Linked DNA regions of Mus musculus: region 1 is linked to region 2. Evidence: chromatin contacts called from public HiChIP or PLAC-seq data. All regions are on one chromosome and are shown on one strand. The core of a region is the stretch at or near the end of the contact, and the rest is flanking DNA. Distances in the headings are between cores, read along the strand shown.

What was found. HiChIP or PLAC-seq counts read pairs in DNA pulled down with a chosen protein or histone mark.
Region 1: an H3K4me3 HiChIP or PLAC-seq map of embryonic basal ganglia shows a contact between it and region 2, with 5 times the contacts expected there. The contact joins two enhancer-like sites. A contact is called at or near these places in 1 of 115 datasets of contacts at active chromatin or transcription factors (embryonic basal ganglia) and 1 of 9 other capture datasets (embryonic stem cells).

What each region holds. Positions count from the first base shown.
Region 1 is chr5:112,820,863-112,827,564 of GRCm38.p6, reverse strand. All of the region lies in intron 21 of Myo18b (myosin XVIIIb), which reads left to right. Among named protein-coding and RNA genes, the nearest start is that of 1700095B10Rik, 31 kb to the right of the region's middle. Within about 2 kb of position 2,319, at least 28 of the 459 cell types and tissues checked have an H3K27ac peak or open chromatin away from gene starts, as enhancers often do. A contact at or near this core is called in embryonic basal ganglia, where this site is marked.
Region 2 is chr5:112,478,627-112,485,147 of GRCm38.p6, reverse strand. All of the region lies in intron 1 of Sez6l (seizure related 6 homolog like), which reads left to right. Gm42160 (a long non-coding RNA gene) reads right to left here. Exons shown (of 3, transcript XR_880595.2): 2 at 6,163-6,229; 3 at 5,938-6,064. Among named protein-coding and RNA genes, the nearest start is that of Gm42160, 5.0 kb to the right of the region's middle. Within about 2 kb of position 3,092, at least 21 of the 459 cell types and tissues checked have an H3K27ac peak or open chromatin away from gene starts, as enhancers often do. A contact at or near this core is called in embryonic basal ganglia, where this site is marked.

The DNA.
Region 1 (6,702 bases), core at 1,070-3,569, 340 kb before region 2:
GACATTCTCTGATGTCCCCTTTGCTAACCTCAGCTCAGGGACACTCATTCCAGGCTCCTCTAGCTCTGATGTCTCAATGGTCCTTGTCTTTAATTGAAATTAAGTTTGCCAGCAAGTACTCAATAACTTACCCAGGTGGCTGAATAAACAAGCATGTATTCAGTGTTTGCACACATATATGGACTCAGACACACACGGGCACATGCACACAAACATGCTGGTGAGCACATATACACATGTGCACATGCACATAGAGACACATACAGACATACACACAGACATGTACACACATATGCACACACACATACATACACACAGAGACACACACAGGCACAGGCACATGCTTGTGTACATATACACACATGTTCACATGCACACAGACACATACAGATACATATACATACACACACAGATACACACACAGACACACTCAGACACACACAGACATACACAGTCATACTCAGACACACACAGATATGCAAACCTACACACATATGCACATGCACACAGAGACACATACAGACATACACACAGACACATATACACACACACATACATACACACACAGAGACACACAGCCACATGCACAAGCACATGCTTGTGTGCACATACATACATGTGCACATGCACACAGACATATACACACACAGATACAGACACACTCAGACACACACAGACATACAGACACACTCAGACACACAGAAACACAAACATGCACACATATGCACATGCACACAGACACACACACACATATAGATACACACACACATACAGATACACATATATGTATACACACAGATACACACACATACAGATACACACACACACACACACACACACACACAATCTATCTCAATTCTTTCCCCCTGCCTTCCTGTTTCCAGTCCTGCTCTAACCCGTGAAGCCTCACCTCACCCCTCACACCCTCCTGTCCCCAGTGGAGCTACCAATGAAGGATGGTTGTGGGTTCAGTGGTTAGAGATGCCTGGTGCATTCATGGTGCAGGTTCGAGAAGCAAGTACACTCAGTCACTTTGGCAAATGGGTCCTTTGAAGATGATGCAAGTATCGGGCCCTTAGAAATGAATTCCACAGGTGTTAATGGGCTTGTTCCTTGAAATCCAGATTCTAAATTCCAGGGGAGGGTTGTTCGGAGCATATGGGTCTTGGGGTCAGTCAGATATGCATTGACTTCAGCTCTCACACCGGCAAGTGACTTTCAATCTGCCTCAGTCTTTTCACCTTTAAAGTGGGAGCAGCAGCAGCGGCTGCCTCCATCAGGACTCTGATGATAAGATACTGTAAAATAGCTGATGTGCCGTGCACAGGTCCTGGCACACAGGAGGGGCTTTCACATGTGTTATCTGCCTCCACCAACTACAGTGGCAATGATTGAAGCATCTTTCAAGGTCAAGGTAAAGGGTGGTTGGTCCATAGTCTTCACAGCCAAAGTGCACCATCACTTCTGCACTCCCTCGTATGAGTGTGTGTGTGTCTGTGTACATGCATGCATGTGTGTGTGTGCATGCATGCATGTGTGTGTGTGTGTGTGTCTGTGTGCGTGTGTGTCTGTGTGTGTGTGCATACACATGCCCAAGTGTACTTGGAGTTCTTCACACTGCCATCCCCAATGAACCGTGAGGTTGCAGGGGTGAATGGCATCACAGTCTTAGGTCCCTTGGTTTCTGTCCAGGGCACAGGTTGGCTCCAGCAGACAGACAGCTCCTTCTGTGGGGTCTCTCCCCTCGGTGTGAGAGTAAGCTGCCCTCTCTATGTTTGGCAGCTCACTTTGGAAGCCCTACAGTTTGCTTTGGTTCCAACCCAATCAGCTTCCGGGGTCCTTTCTTCTTGGTCCATGCATGCTTGATCGCCATACAGAAGGTCCACAGTGCTGGAGACTATGTGGCTCCTGCCCAGTTGGGAGCAGAGCAGACTTGGGATGTGAGGGAGCTTCCTACAGGGGTGACGGGCGCAGTACACAGCAGCATTTAGACTTTGGACTCGTCAGCAGGATTCTGCAGCAGCTAAGCCAAATCCACCTCTATCCACACACATTCCAGGCCCTAGAGAATGGAAAATTACCAGTGCAATGGACTTGCTTGGGAGAATTTTTTTTCCTTCTTATTCTTTCTTCCTATTTGTTCACAAATTTCATTTGCTGGGGCATAGAATTTCAGTAGCAAAGAAAGAAAAAAACATCATCCTGCCTCTTATGAAAAAGCTAATAAATATTCATTTGTCAGGCACCGTGATGGGCCATGAATTATACATGAGTGTGTACTCGTGGGCAAGCCGGCAGGCTCTGCACACAGAGTGGTTAAGACCTTGGAATCCAGTGAGACAAATCTGACAGCTAAGAAAGGTCAATGTCACCCTCAGACACTAGACGGCAGCAGACGGGATTCTTGTCGGGGTGGAAAATGGACCCTAGCAAAGTCCCCTTTGCACCTGACATGTGGTATCTTCGCATGCTGGGCTGGTTCCACCGAGAGGCACCCTGCCTGGGTACTGGGCACCCTCACGTTCACATCACAAAATAGTTTCCTGGTGTTGGGGTGCACGCTTGAGATCCCAATACTAAGGGGGTAGGAGCAGAAGGATCAGAAGTTTACATTCACCAAGGCACAAGGTGAGTTTCCAGTCTCCAGGACAAAGCCTTTCTTTTCTCTTCAGAAGCAGCTGGAGCAGGACGATAGAGCCAGGCAGAAATAGAGGCGGGATTCAAACCCACACTCTCATCTGGGTCCTTACACAGAACACTAACAATAATTATTATGGGCAGAGAGATGGTCTATCAGTTAAGAGCACTTGCTGTAATTGCAGGTGACCCAGGTTCACCCGCATATGGCGACTCACCCCCTCCCTCCCCGCACTGTTCCCTCACCCGTGTAAGTTACTCGAGTAAGCTCCAGGGAAGACAATACTTTCTTTGGCTTCCATCACACCTGTCTATACTGTATTCAGTTCTTTACGCACTGGAGAGGGAGCTGTCCACACTTGCGGTGCTGAAACTTGCTCTCTGGACGTTAATCCCAGCACCTTTCCCTGCGCACTTGCTGGGTCCCTGCCTCTGGATAGCTCTTTGCTTCACTACATACTCTTTCTCCATCACACTAGCCCACGCCATTACGCGTGCAGGGTGTTTGCTGATGCGCCTCTTTGCTGCCTGATGCTTACAGTCAGGACCCTGAGGGTTAAATGAAGCCTTCTGTCTTTAACTGTGATGTGGTCCATGTGTGAGGAAGGGATTCATGAGTTCAAGGTGAAGGCTTTGACTTCAACCTGCAGATGTCTGAACAAGCTCAATGCAGTCACCCAGTTCAGCCCTGGGTTTTTCTCAAGCTCTTGTGGCCCCATGTGAGACACCACTCTTTATTCTTCCTGGCTACATCCTGCTCCAACATCCTAGACACAGGAAGCCCTGTGACAGAACTCTGGGGCAGGATTTTTACATCTAATTGATCTATCAATTATTAAGAGACAGATGTTAACGCCCTTGGCCACTCATATTGAGCTGTCTTACTTTTTCTAATTCTCTCCCTGTTCTGCTTTGCACGCCTTGAGGCTCTCTGCCTAGGCTCTAAGAATCTACCTGGCTGGCTGGCAGGTTAACGCTTTCATCACCGGACACGTCCCTCGTCATTTGTAGCAGCGGCTTTGGTTTAAGTCCAGTTAGTTGTCTTTGTGTCAGAGTGATGGTATGTTTCTTAAATTCGCAGTCTGAAGAGTGTTGCTTGTATTTGTTCTGCCCCCTCAACTGGGCTCCAGACTGAATCAAAAGAAAGCTTTTGTTCCACAGACCCACCTCCTCCTGACGCCTTGGTGCCATTGTTATAGGTAGATGCCATAAACCCATTAATACAGCTCAATATTTTAAACTTAATCTTATGTCTTTTTAATTCACTTAAGATATATTTTCATATTTTAGCTTTTGAGACAGTCTCGCCATATAGACCTCATTATCCTGGAACTTGCTCGTAGACCAGGTTAACCTCTAACCCAGAAATCCTCCTGCTTCTGCCTCCTGAGTTCTGAGGCTAAAGGCATGCACCATGACACAAGGCTTCAGACTGTTTTCTAATTGTTTCCTGTAAATGCGTTCTGCTATTCTCCAGTCTTTAAAGGTTTGAGTCAACATTTCCTTCAGCCTCAAATCTGAATACAAGATCTGGTAGCACTGACTTTCCCAGCCTGTGTGTGCATGGGTGGAGCTTGTTTTGGGAGGATTAGAAGCACAGCTCTGTAAGGTATTGATTGACAAAGGGTTTTCCCCTCTCAGCATCTTTACCGTGCAGTTACACTGACTTCTGGGCTTCATTACTCAGGGTCGTGTTTGCTTTCTATGGCTGTGACAAACACCATGGATTAAAGGAACATAGAGACACAAAGGGTTACTTCATCTTCCAGGTGACTGTCCGTCACAAGGCAGATCGAGTGAGGACTCAAGCAAGAACTTAAAGAGACGCCTCAGAGGAACTCTGCGTGCTTCTCCATGTTTTTTTCTTTCTCCCTCCTCTCTTATACAGCCCAGGACCACCTTTCTAGGGAATGGTGATACCCACTGTGGGCTGAGCCCTCTCCCATCAATGAACGATCCAGGAAGACATGACTGCAGGCTAGTGTGACCCAGGGGATCTCTCCTCTGTGGTTCTTTCTTTCCAAGTGACCCTGGATGTGTGTGTCAAACCAGCCAGTCACTGTTAGGCTCATGGCTTCTCTCTTGCATGGTCAAGATTTTCTGCCATTTGGAGTTTACTTTTCTTGCTGCCACAAGCTCTGCTCTGACTTCCTTGGTTCCTCACCTTCCAATGAACTCACTGAACTCCTGGGAGCTCCAGGAAGCTTTTATTTTTAGGAAGGAACACAATTTGGGGAAGTTTTAAGCTGTGAGGCTCCATTCTGTTTTCTCCCTGTCCTTCGATGCTCTATCATGCAGATGCAGCTCTGTTCTGTTGCCAGGCGTGACTAATTCTTTATTCCCACCTTTCTGTGTTATTCAATTCAGGCAATCCCTTGGATACCACTCCCAACTCACCAACTCACCTGTGGTGAAGTTGTAGGTCCAGCGGTTTGATTTCACAAATGAAGAATTTCCACTCTTAGTTTTGCAGTCCTTTTTAATCTTCACATCTCTTTTTTGGTATTTTTACATTTGATGCTTATTAACACATCCTTCTTTTGGTGTTGTGGAATCAAACCCAGGACCCGGTACATCTCATCAGAGGGTCTGCCGTGGAGACGCCTAGAGCCTGTTCTGTCTCTTTACTCATTGAGCGACACTTTCTTCAGGTCTCTGAACAAATCTACAGTGAGTACTTGTAAATCTGTGATCGGTGGGCTAAGAGTCCACATTCTGAAAGTTCCTTCCCCTGATACAAGTAATAATATCTGAGAGAGAGAGAGACAGAGAGAGAGACAGAGAGAGACAGAGACAGAGAGAGACAGAGACAGAGAGAGAGAGACAGAGAGAGACAGAGACACACAGAGACACACAGACAGACACACACAGAGAGAGACAGAGAGACAGAGACAGAGAGAGAGACAGAGACACACAGAGACAGACAGACAGACAGATAGACAGACAGACACAGAGAGAGAGAGAGAACTTCTATTGAAAACTGAGCATCTTAGACAATGACCTTTAGGCATGGGTCTTTCTTAACCATCTGGTGACTTGATTCACCAAGCACAAGCCCCCTGGTGTCACTGCCTAACTTTTAAAGCCTTTGGTTTTGTTGTTCTGGGTAGTATTTCTATTTTACTGATGAGTCTTGGCTCAATATGGAATGCTGTCTACACCTGAGCCGCCATACACTGAGTTCCAGTGTCTGGCTCTGTCCCTTGTCTCTCTGTGACCATGCCCATGGCTTGTCTTTAGCATGAAGCAGATATGAAAGGTACCTCCAGCCCACTGGCTGTTCCACTGCCTACAACGTGTGAGGTTTGTGGTTATAGGCGCCACGGCTCACCTCAGTCAGAGCCACCGCCTTAACTGTGACTGATTCTCTGCGGCTGCTGCTGAGCTCTCACTGCTTCTGACAGGCCTGGGGTATAGCTTAGCCATGCCTTGCTCTGTAGACATGAGACTGTCCTAGCTGAGAAGGGGCTGCGTTCTTGGTGTGACTCGCCTGGTGGCCCCACTGCCGAGTCAGAGCTGGGTAGGATTTGGGGAGCAGAGATAAGAGCCTGCAGTCAAAATGGCTGCCAGCCCCCACTGCTCTGACCCAGGCTTCAGCAGGGCTCCCAGGAGTCGCTGATTCCCATCTTGCTGAATCGTTTTGTTGAGTTCGTCAAGAGTCGAATTTGCTCTGTTATGAAACCGTAGCCGTTGTTATGATGGTTGTGCAGAACAGAGAGGGGTGGGGAAGCTCCTTGAGCCACCATTTTGGAAACCTCTCTCTTGCAGGCCACTCCTATGACCTCTGCAAGTCCCCTTCCTTAAACCAGGTGTATGACCCCATGCACTGAGGCCCAGAGGCAGGAGCTGCTTGCCCAGGGCCACACAGCCAGTGAGTGGAGGATCCCTGTCTGGGTGCCAGTGTCAGAGGGTGGAGACCAGATCCATGAGCTGATTCCTGGACCCTCTAGCCTCCTCTCCTGGACCATGATCCTTCTCACCACATTGGGTCTCAGCTGCTTCTCTGGTAAAGGAGAACAATATATTTATTTATATATTTTATAATATATAATTTATGGCAGAGGC
Region 2 (6,521 bases), core at 1,843-4,342:
CAGGGTCCCAAACCATGACATCAACCTAGCAAGTGCACCAGCTGAGCATCCGTCTGTCCTGCCGATGCAACCTGGAGCCATATGCCATGTGTGACTCAGCTGCCTCCTGCTCTCTGTGTGTCAGCTGAAGCATGCTTGTTGGGAACTGACTTGACCATTGTTAGCATCCCTGAGGCCAGAAGTAGTTCCTATTTCAGTTTGTTCAAATCCAGGACTATTTACACACAAGCACGGTGAGCTGCCTTGGGGGTGGAGCAGAGGCCGAAAACAAACTCTTCCATTTCGTAGGCGCCCTACACGCTCAGCCTGAAGCTATTCCCATACAGCATTTTCAATAATGCTGTTCACGAAACCAACTTTTGTGGCATGAAGTTTCCCATCCGTGGTGTGATGCAGGACATTTTGGATTCCCAGATATGGGATGATCAGCCTGCAGTATAAATGGTCCACAAGATGTCATTTAGACTAGGTGGCCTTGCATAATGCATCAAATCTGACTGTCTACACCGTAAGTGTGCTCTTGAAGAAATGTTTCTTGGGGTGCCTGTGTGTCAGGTCTGTGATCGCAGAACAGGTTCCAGAGAGATGTTGACAAGTTGAAGAGATGTGAGCTATGCCTTTAAGTGAGCTACCTATCTTAAGGGGAAAGCAGGGTACAGAGAAGAGTGCACAGGAGAGAGCTCCCCAATTTTGTGTCTGGTGTCCTTGGTGGAGTTGAGAATTAAGGGGAGGGACTAAATCCCAAGAGAGAAAAATCCTATGCAAGGGACAGAACTCCAAAGCCACCCCCTGTTTTAAAAGAGTGCTTGTTTGTTTGTTTGATTGGTTGATTTTTTTATGTATGTGAGTACACTGTCCCTCTCTTCAGACACACGAGAAGAGGGCATCGGATCCCATTACAGATGGCTGTGAGCCACCATGTGGGTGCCACGAATTGAACTCAGGACCTCTGGAAGAGCAATCAGTGCTCTTAAACGCTGAGCCATCTCTCCAACCCCGCCCCTCCCTTTAAGATGGAGAAAATAGGTACACAGACATTATAAATCAACTAGGCACTTTAAATCACAGACATTATAAATCAAAATGCCCTTGATGCCCCTGACCTAGAGCCCTGACTGCTCTAAGGGTGGCTTAGCTCCCAGTAATCTGCACTGTGACAGTGTGAGGTTGGCCCTGAAATAACAAAATTCTACTCAAAAGGCAACTCCTTCTGAGTTACAGGAAGACCTCATGTCTTCATAATGTTGAAAACTCGTTGTAATAAGAGCCGAGGTTGTAAGTCAGGAGCCCTCTGTATTAGAGGGGAGGTGAGGAGATACAGGAATGGGTGAGACTTGGGGTAACTGAAGCCCCTGAGATCCAGCATATCAGTGGTCATGCTGAGACAGATCTCTATAGTGAGAAATATCAAAAACAAATTGCCATGTTACCGCGCTCCATCCAGCTCCTCTGTGCCTGCCGACTCTGGGGCGTCTGGAGCTCCCAAGTTACCTTCGCTGCCACGCCAGCCCCACCCCGCAGTCAGCCGCCACAACACCCAGCAACCAGGTAGAAACAAAACTCTAGAAGTTTATAATTAACAAGTCAGATTTATATATCAATAAACTCTTAATTCACAAATGCCCACACAATAATTTCAGGGCCATTTGATAATGGTACTAGCTGCCCACCTAGATTAGACAAGTTATCTCAATTATTGTATCCTTTATGATGCCATACCTACCTGTGGCTGTTTAAAGCCACACTGGTCCATCCGCCTCCATCTTGGCTCCTCCCCCTCCCTGTTCTGCTGCTCTAGGTCCTTTCTTCTTTTAGCTCCGCCTCCCTTTTTCCCTGTCCAATCGCAGGCCACCTGCTGCACTAATATTATAATGTAATTGGACAGGGAAAAATCCTGCAGCAGATTTCCAGAACCTTCTAGAGAAAGATAGGAAGTTGAGCAGAGAGTGCGCTGAAGGGGTGGGGCTTGGCGGTAGTGTTGGAAGCCTGGTGGCACGAGGGAAGGAAGTGGGTAAAGAGGCCTTATAGTGAGACCTAAGGCTGGTCTCACCACAGCTGCTGACAGGGATGAGCGGTCCCACGCTCTTGCCTGGGTGTGATGTGAGGGAACCAGAACTGGTCTGGAGAGGCCAGAGGACTAGCTTGCAGAGGACCAGTTGGAGCAGGACGTGAGGATATACATGGTCATATATACTGACGTCTACACCCTGCCCCTGACACATTCAGAGCATTCTAGAGCTGATGGACTCAAGGGAACATCATTAGACCCTAAGCACGTGCTCCGTACCCTGAACCCTCCTCCTCCTCCTCCTTCTCCTCGCTCCCCCAGTGCCAAGCACCACAGGAATCCAAACATGACCGCATCTCTTACAGTCTCCCAGCCAACCTTCCTTGCTCCCTCACACCACGGCCCATCCTCTCTCTGCTTCTCCCTCTTCGAGTTCCTGGTGAATTCGGCAGACACCTGCTACAGGGAAGCATTATCACAGTCGATGGAGAAGACCCCAGCAGGCAGATGGCACCACCCCATTGCTCAGAATTCCCGGCTTTCCCGGGACCCAGGATGACGAGCACTAGTACCTTTGTTTTCCGGATGGAGGGAGAGAGGAGATGAGGGACAGAGGGACAAAGGGACGCTGCCTCCCAAGTTAGGTGGCATAGCAGGTGTTCAGCTTGTCCCTGGAGAGAATACCCGCATCAGGTGCATCTCATTAACACACACACCCTGCAACACACACTCTGTCCCGCATGGCTGTTATATTTGGTTTTCCATGTGTGTCCTCCTAAGAGCAGGGGCGATGTCACACGGTACCAAGGAGCGGCTGGGGCGGGGGGTGGGGGGTGGGGGAGGGAGGAAGTGGGTAGACATTCTTTCACAGACGGGCTGGTGGGTGAATGGGGTTGATTGACAGCTCCCGAACTGAGTGCTGAGTGTGCGTGTGCGTGATAAAGGAAGAATCAGCCATGTGTAACTGAGATTTCTAAGTGCTCTGAAAAAGAAGAATGCGTTTAACTCAGTGGTCCCCAGGGCCTGGGGAAAAGCCCATTAGAGCGAGTTATTAACTCGCCGCATTTCTGAAGCCCAGGATCCAATCTGACTGAGTGCGGTGGGACTTGGCTCCGCGTGGCGCTCAGACGGCTGGCGTTTGAGCTGAGTTTGGGCTGAGTGAACTGCAGGCTGCAGGCACAACTCATCAGCCTTGAAGTTAGCCCAGAGTTCAGAGCTAGCCAGCAAGATTTGCTTTGTGTGCAGGGGAGGACATTTCAGTACAAGATCAGAAAGTCCTTGCATGGGCAAAGTTAGCAGCCAGAATTACCTCTTAGGGGCTGGCACCTGGGGCCCCAGAGGGTGGGTGAGATGTGGATGAGTCATGGAGTACATCATTACATGTATGTTCCCTTCTGCTCTTGTAGGGGTAAGGAAGTTTTATCACTGCACATGGTAGACTCCCCCACCATACACACACACTCATACACAAGCATGCACACATACACACACACATGCACACACCACACACACACATACACACATGCATACACACACATGCACACACCACACATGCACACACACACTCACACATGCACACATACCACACATAAAAACACACATAAACACACACCATACACATGTATGTGCATGCACACACAACGCACACATACACATGCATACTCACATGCACAGTCACACACATGCACCATATACGCACATATGCACGCACACACTCACACACATGCATGCACTCACATACACACACACACACACACACACCTGCAGCTAGGAGGCAAAACTGAAGAGAAGCACAGGAAAAGGAGAGAAGGCAGTTCTCTGATCCTTCCCGATGCACAGACTTCCGGCAGCAGATCACTCACCCAGTTAGAACGGGGACCCTCAAAACAGATGAATTTAAAGCAACAACAAATGCTGGCATGGGGGTGGAAATGAAGCACTCACACCCTGCTGTGCATAGATATTTGTGGCCATTACAAAGAGGGTTTGCAGAGTCTTCAAAATATGAAGGCTACAAATATGTCTGGCAACCCCAGTCCTGGCCAGTCCTTAAAGGAAATCATTGCAATGTGCACTAACATGCAAGTACACAGAGAGAAATACACATATGCACATACCTGCACTAACATGCATGTGCACAGAGAGAGACACACATATGCACATAAGTGCAATAACATGCATGTGCACAGAGACACTCATATACACACAAGTGCACCAACATGCATTTACACAGAGACACATGTGTAGAATTAAAAATAAAATATATTTTTTTCAAAAGAGAAAGAATCCAAAAATTCCCAGTACATGGAAACGATTGTTGTTTGTGCTGGAATGTAGCTTCCTCAGTAATGTGCTCTCCTAGCATGCTCAAAGTCCCAGGCTCAATGCTTAGTGCTGCATAGTGTGGCCACCCTTGGGAGGTGGAGGCCAGAGAAGCAGGAGTTCACGTCACCCCAGCTGTATGAGAAGACAGAAGCACTAGGTGCCCTGGCTTCATCACTGTACATGGAAGCAAGTTTTCACACCATGCCCACTCCTCTGATTTCCTTCCTGTTGCTGTGATGAAAACACAATGACACAACAGAACACTTAGAGGATGAAGGGTTTGTTGGAGGGCAGAGGGATCAGGATTCCACAGTCCATAGCTCCAGGAAGTTGCCATGGCAGTGACCTCACAGCCAAGAACTGAGAGACATGAAGGCATACTGTGCACGCACTTGCCTTTGCTCAAATCAATGTCTCCTCTATTACACAGGTCAGGTCCTCCTGCCTAGGGAATTGTGCTGCCCACAATGGGCTGTGTCTTCCCACATCAATTACTTCACTGAAGACAATTCCTCTGATGTGTCAATAGGACAGCCCAGTGTAGACAGTCTTCACTGGGTCTCTTTGCCCAGTGGATTCTGGGTTGTTTCAAATTCTGCATTAAGGTTGACTGTCACTGCCATAAACACTCACAAACGATACATATGTGAGATGGTTTTCACTCCCCAGCAGAGTTTTTTAATCCTCAGATTCCCAAGATGGACTCCTGTAATCTCAGATTTGGTGGGTGTGAATTTGGGATAGAGGATAAGATTATCTTGGGGAAAGTTTAAAAAGAGGTTTAACTCCCAGAAGACAACAGAGAGTGTGAGGGGAAAATGCCAAGTGATGTGGCACCCAGTGGTTCCTTAAGGGGCTCAGAGGCAGGAGATTTGCCTGGAATCTGAGCAAGGCTGAAGGACAAGCAGTAAGTATCTTGCTCTGTGAGTCCAGATAAACCTAGGACTGACCCTGGCTTTGCTGGGTGGCCTTTGAAAGCACCTCGTGTCCCCAACCTCTGTCTGTTTCTCTAAGGAATATGAATATAATTTCCTCCCTAGTGAAGCCAACAAAGAGTGACAGATGATTGTGTTTGCCTGTCCTGTCATCATCAAGGTCCAACGTAGCAAAACAAGAGGCCTGACCTGTAACTGTCACTGTGGTCAAGGGGTGATGCCTTGCTCCCTGTCCCTGATATGGTGCCATTCGTCCTCCCAACCATACTTACAGGTGCTCCCCTCCTCCTTTTACCCCTCCTCCTCCCCCTCATCCCTCCTTCTACTGTCCCTTCTTCTTCCCTTCCTCCTCCTGTCCCTCCTTCTTCCCCTCTTCCTTCCTCTCCTCCTTCTTCCTTCCCCTCCTCCTCCCCTCCTCCTCCCCATCCTTCCCTTGTCTTCCTCTTCTCCCCCTCCCCCTCCTCTTCCCCCTCCTCCTCCTCTCCTTCATCCTCATCCTCTTCTCCCTCCTTATACCTCCTCCTCCTCCTCACACCTCCTCCTCTCCAACTCCTTCCCCTTCTGCTCCTACCCCCTCCCCTCTCTCCTGTGATTAGAAGGATGGCGTATGTTTATGGGGTATGTTTATGGTTAGTGGAGCCGGCCACAGCACCCAGCAGCTCACCAGTCAGGGCAGCCATTCATCAGCCACCTTGCCTGACTCTGCAGAGTCATCAAGACCAACCATCGCTCATGCTGCTCATGTGGTACAGGAGCTGGCAGCCCTGACGTCATCCTGTCTGGCTGCATGTTTGACCTGTAGGGAGAGGCAAGGAGACAAAGCATTTACACCACTGGGCTGTGGCCCACCGAGAAGCTCAGGGTCCCAACCCTGACTGCAGCCAAGCTCATTACCTCCAACACCAGACCGGGTACCCTGACCTGTCTGTCACCTCCTCTTCACAAGCCTCAAGTCCACCATCTACAAAGACAGCCATCATCAATCACAAGATAAAAGCCCCGGAGAGTGCCAGACCACAGACTTTTGAGCAAACCAGCATCTCCAATCTTTTGGGGCAAATGGAAGATTTCATTCTTTATGCAGGGAGCCAAGCTGTTGGACGGTGGACAATGCAGCTCCTCTCTCCCCCAGAGTGTGTGACTGCAGCTAACAGGCCTTGAACCCACATCTGTGAAAACTCAGCACTGGGCCAGGAACCTTTGTGTGACTCCTAGACGACCTTGGTCTTATCACTTACACCCACCCCTCCTCC